2 separate regions of the Mus musculus genome follow, and region 1 is linked to region 2. Evidence: chromatin contacts called from public HiChIP or PLAC-seq data. All regions are on one chromosome and are shown on one strand. The core of a region is the stretch at or near the end of the contact, and the rest is flanking DNA. Distances in the headings are between cores, read along the strand shown.

Region 1 (2,700 bases), core at 155-2,654, 660 kb after region 2:
CACAATAAACAAACCTACTCAGCACAGCACACAGTATGGAAGAAAGAGATAACTGTCTTAAGAGAAGAAGACTATCTGATATGGTAAGACTATACAGAGTATAGAGTAAGGATTTTGATCTAAAAAAAAAAAAAAAAAAAAAAAAAACACGTGGGAAAATGATGTCTGAGGCAAGACCTCAAGTTGAGGAAAGGAAGAGGAGACAGAGACGGCCATGCGGGAAGCAAAGCTGAGGAGCCAGGAGGCCTACAGTTGGAATGGTCAGAGAGACTGACAAGGCCTTGTTATGGAGGGCCTTTCTGTGTAGAGTCTCTGGTCTCATTAGCTACTTCATGCTCCTTGATTTACAGGCAAGAGGGCAACTTCTCTGTGGTTCACTGACATTTTGCAAAGCAGTCACACAGAAACAGGAAACCCCAAATTTCCAGTGTATGCAGATGATGCATGAGATGTAAAGCTATTTAATTTTGGTCTGTCCCCTCCACCCCCACCCACCGCCAGCGCCTAACACAGTCTGGCATCTGTTGGCACACCATCAAAGCAGGTCATGTAAATGAATGGAAAGATGATCCGCCAGGCAAAGAGCAAACTTTGAGGCAGTGAAAGAGGTGAGCCCAAGGCGGTGCACCCTGGCTCTGACTGGAGGGGAACTCCCTTTAGATGGCCTAGCCATGCCCTCAGCTCACACGTCCGTCTCTTCCCCCCCCCCCCCCAGCACCCCGCGCGCGCACACAGTGTCTGCCTCGAACCCGCACTGGCGTGCTCACAAATTCGCATTGCACAAAGCGCATCCATGGGTCCCCACGCACTCCACACAGTGCGGACACGCACACTCCCCTCGCACACACTATGTCTCACCTTCACACTGATTCTCAAGTCCATGTACTCCCGCCTACCCTTCCTCCCCCAGCACACACGCCACATACTCAGGCGCTTGCCTACAAGCTCAAGTTCTCCCGCCCCACACCCACGCATGCGCACGGGCTCAGGGGAGGAGGGGGAGCATGCGCACCTGTGGTGGCTCTGCCCTGAAGGGCAGCTGCTCAGGTGGGTTAGGGATTGATGGTGCCTTGTTTGGGAGGCTATGGGTCGGTGCAACCGTGTGGATTCATTTGTTTTTATCCCGCGAGCTTGACAAGGAAGAGGGGGAGACCCGGGAGGGCGCAGCCGAGCGCTCGGAGAGCAGGGTGACCCGCAGGATACCCTGACGCTGGGGCTACTGTATGAATCTCTGCACCCGGACGGGGCAAATGCATGAACTTGGGATCGGTTCAGCTGCACAACCTGGGTGGCCAGGTTCTGTCCATTTTGATCTGAGGACACCGTCCACTGAGAGCTATGAATTGCATGAAAAGAGAAGAGGGACTTAGCTTGAAAGTGCAGCACTTGGGAAGCTGAGGCCGGAAGATGCAAGTTGAGGCCATTCTTGGCTGCTGTGTGAGATCCTCCCTCAGAAGAGGGAAGAAGAAACCATGGTCAAATATTCTGGCTCTGCTATTTTCTGGTGTTTCGCAGCCTCGGTTTCTCTGCCTGTGAAATGAGGAGCCAGACTTTCAGAGCAGGTATGACTTCTCATCTAGGCGGACTATGGACTGCCTGTCTGACAAACACTAAGAGTTAACACAACAGACCCAGTTTCTGCTTAGGTGCAATTTGAAGTCATCTGGGAAAGATACCCAACCAGAAGTTAAACCTACAGAAATTCAGACTGATTGTAGTGAGCTTTTGAAATAAAATAATGAGGTTTTGATTTCATTCAGAGCTTCCTGTGTTCTGGACACGGGTGCATAAAATAAGGCTCCCGACCCCTACCCTCCTCTTAGTTCCAGTCTGCTCTTTTTTTGTCACATGAACCATTTGACCGAGCCTTGGAACTTTAGTATGTTGGAAAGCCACATGAAGCAAGGGTTGGACCATAACAAAAAAGAGGACATAATAAATGTACCTTCCCCACAGCATCATTGTGGGAGAGAAACACCGTGTGAAGTGTTAGCCTACTGCCAGGCACACAACGGTCGCCCATACATATTTGCTGGCAGACTTGTCTAGAACCCCACCTTAGAGAGATGAGATCTGAGTCCTGGCCTTGGCATCTCTACCTGTCAGACCTAGATTAAGCCATTGACCTTGCATAGGCAGGGGCTCTGCCCCACAAACAGCTGAGGTGATGTCACTTTTTCTAGGAGGGCTGCTGGGATTAACTGTGTTATGTGGGCAAGGCTACTTTGTCTCCCTGACACACAAGGCTCTTGAAGAGGGTGGTCTTGTGAGGACCATTATACCCTCAAATGGAGCCCTCCTTCATACGTGGGTGAGCATACAGCTGTTTACTTGGGGGAAAGTTTCAAAGTTTAGGATACAGCCCCAAGTAGGGAAGGCAGGAATGGGACTTTGGACTAGGTAGGGAGTGGGATGTGGTGCGGTATCCCTGGCACATCTCAGGTCCATGAGGCTGCTGCCCAGAAATGGAAGGTTGAAGGAGCCAAGGAGAGGGGCTCTCCAGAGTGGGTGCAAAAGCCTTGAAGCCTAAGGAGGACAGGTCTGGGAGAACTTAGCCCTGAGCTGAAGCCACACCCAGAGCCTCTGATGGCATCTGCTCTGAGGACAGCTGAGGTGCTGAGCAACAACAACAATAATCATAATCAGACTTTAGGCACAATGGGCCAGCAGTCCTTAATTCCTCACAAACTGTCAAGGATG
Region 2 (2,700 bases), core at 144-2,643:
GGTAGGATCCCCCCTCCAGTAAGTGCTTTGTGTACACCTACCAAGACGGCAGGAAGGGCAGAATGATGCCCCACTTCCTGCAGTCTGTGGCTGTACAGAGGCTTTCCAGATGTGATGAAGACTGTGACGTACTTTCATCTCTGCGATCACACACCTTCTAGAAACAGCACAAAAGAGGACAGTTTATCTCAGCTTACAGTTGCAGAAAGATTTCAGTGTTTGAGAAAGCTAGACATTAGGAGCAGCTCAATCCCTGGCAGCAGCCTGAGGCAAAGGCTGTTCATATCGTGGCAGACAGAAAGGAGGAACTCAGGCCAGGAAAACTCGTTCCTAGTGAGCCATGTCTGCTAAGGAGGCCTCGCCTCCCCATACCTCCACTATGAGAATAGTCTCATAAGCTGAAGATTTCGGTCTGAAGCACAAGTCCGATGGGGCCTTTCAGAGTCAAACCATGAGCTTTTCTGCCTGGTTGCCAAGGGACAAGGGCTTCCCAGAGAAACAGTTTCCCAGGTCTAGATGCTCAGGCACTCAGCAGCCTGGGCTTTCAACCTGTGAGGGCTTGCCTTTAAGAAACAGTTCTTACTCCCCAGTGCAAAGTGTGTGCTTTACTGCCATGGACTAAGGCCTCCTAGTCACCTCACAAGTACAGCTGCATCGTCACCTGTGCCCACCCTGAACACAACTATAATTGTCTCTACGTTCCACTGCTTGCCCGGTCCATGCCTTTCAAAGTTCTCTGTTCTGATTTTGCTCTGGACTCTTGCGTTAAGCCAGGCAAAAAGTAGGAAACATTAACCATGCCACAGCATGAACATTATATTTTGAGAATTATATCTGCCAAATAGATTAGTCCATTATTTTTCAATGTGGTTTTATTCAAATGTTCAAGACATGGGAAAAATATAGGCAGATTTGCCAGAAGGTCACAGAGCTTCAAGCCCAGTTCTTAACAGGGTCTTTACTTCTATCTGAAACCTCATGAGTCCTCCTTATGCTCTGCATTTTTATTGGTAGTCTGGTCTTCCAGGCACCCTTCAGAATAGCCCTTAAGAAAAGCTCCCCCCCCCCCCCCCCGGGCTGGAGAGACTATTCTGTGATTTAAGAGCACGTGCTGTTCTTCCAGAAAATCCGAGTTTGGTTTCCAGCTCCCATATCAGATGGCTCACAACCACCTGTAACTCCAGTTTTAGTGAATGCAGTATCATCTTATGGCCTGCTCAGGCACACACACACACACAAACACACACACACACACACACACACACACACACACACACACCCCTTAACAAAAGGAAAATAAAAATGTTATAGCACTCTGGAAAGCTCCTGTAACTCCCATGCCTCCAAACTCCTCCCTCCTGGCCCCAAAAGCCAGGTCAAAGGCCCGATAGACCCACGTGATCAAGTTTATCCCAGCAGCACCTGCTCTCCTGGCTCCAGTTCTCCACACTAACCACTCTGTGTGTCGTCTCGACAAAAGCAACCCAAGGTTGTCAACATCCCTTTTAGCTTGTGGTTTTAAAGGATCTCTGTTTATCACACTGGAGAAGGCGTGTCAGCAGAAACAGACCACCCTGTGACAGTGGAAACTTGTGTTACAGGCTAGTCACACTCAGCAGACAGGAAGCCACAAAGGCCAGTGAGAACCCATGGTAGCTATTACCTTCAGGGGTCCACACCTAGTGACTTCTGCAAACCAGGCTCTAGCTCTGAGAGCAATGGCTCTCAACATTGTGTGATCTGTTAATACAGTTTGTCATGTTGTAGAGATACCCCCCACCATAAAATTATTTCTGTTGCTACTTCATAACTATAATTTTGCTACTATTATAAACCATAAGGTAAACATGATATGTGGGATATCTGATATTTGAACTCCAGAGGGGTCATAACCCCACAGGTTGAAAACCCACTCACTGTCGTTAAAGGTTTACTTTCTTAAAAATACCACTATAAGGCGGAACAACATTATGAACTAACCAGTACCCCGGAGCTCTTGACTCTAGCTGCATATGTATCAAAAGATGGCCTAGTCGGCCATCACTGGAAAGAGAGGCCCATTGGACACGCAAACTTTATATGCCCCAGAACAGGGGAACGCCAGGGCCAAAAAGGGGGAGTGGGCGGGTAGGGGAGTGGGGGTGGGTGGGTATGGGGGACTTTTGGTATAGCATTGGAAATGTAAATGAGCTAAATACCTAATAAAAAATGGAAAAAAAATACCACTATAAGCTGAGGTCTCGTGAACAACACGAGCCCATGGGGGGCAGTGTAAGGTCAAGCGCTAACGCTGCAGCTGTTGAGATGAGGCAATGATCCTGGGTTATGTGAGCAGGACCAACCTAATCCCAGGCTTTCTTACAGGTGGGCACTTTTCCCAGCTATGCCCATTGATGAGGTAACAAAGAGAGGCAACAGTCCTGTCCCTGAAGACTGATGAGAGAAAGCACAAGCCAATGAATACAGAGGCCCTGGAAACAGAAAGAACAAGGAAACAAATCCTTCTCACGTCTCTGGAGAAGAAGACATCCCACATAACACTTAATGCTAATTCAGTAAGTTCTACAGAATGATAAAGTGTTACATGTGTGTTTCGAAGTTTGAGGTCCTTTGCTACAGAGACAAGAGGGCATTAACGCAAGCAGTCTGTAAGGTAGAAAATGAGAAGCTCCACATTAGAGCATGGAGCTCTCGCTGAGA

What was found. HiChIP or PLAC-seq counts read pairs in DNA pulled down with a chosen protein or histone mark.
Region 1: a contact with region 2 is called in an H3K27ac HiChIP or PLAC-seq map of regulatory T cell precursor, with 6 times the contacts expected there. The contact joins two enhancer-like sites. A contact is called at or near these places in 2 of 39 promoter capture datasets (liver and maxillary cranial neural crest), 4 of 115 datasets of contacts at active chromatin or transcription factors (embryonic forebrain, memory CD8 T cells, neural tube and 1 more) and 2 of 9 other capture datasets (embryonic stem cells and embryonic trunk).

Annotation. Positions count from the first base shown.
Region 1 is chr5:75,066,372-75,069,071 of GRCm38.p6, forward strand. No RefSeq gene overlaps it. Among named protein-coding and RNA genes, the nearest start is that of Gsx2, 7.9 kb to the right of the region's middle. Within about 2 kb of position 1,405, at least 105 of the 459 cell types and tissues checked have an H3K27ac peak or open chromatin away from gene starts, as enhancers often do. A contact at or near this core is called in memory CD8 T cells and regulatory T cell precursor, where this site is marked.
Region 2 is chr5:74,402,783-74,405,482 of GRCm38.p6, forward strand. All of the region lies in intron 4 of Scfd2 (Sec1 family domain containing 2), which reads right to left. Among named protein-coding and RNA genes, the nearest start is that of Gm32064, 88 kb to the left of the region's middle. Within about 2 kb of position 1,394, at least 66 of the 459 cell types and tissues checked have an H3K27ac peak or open chromatin away from gene starts, as enhancers often do. A contact at or near this core is called in memory CD8 T cells and regulatory T cell precursor, where this site is marked.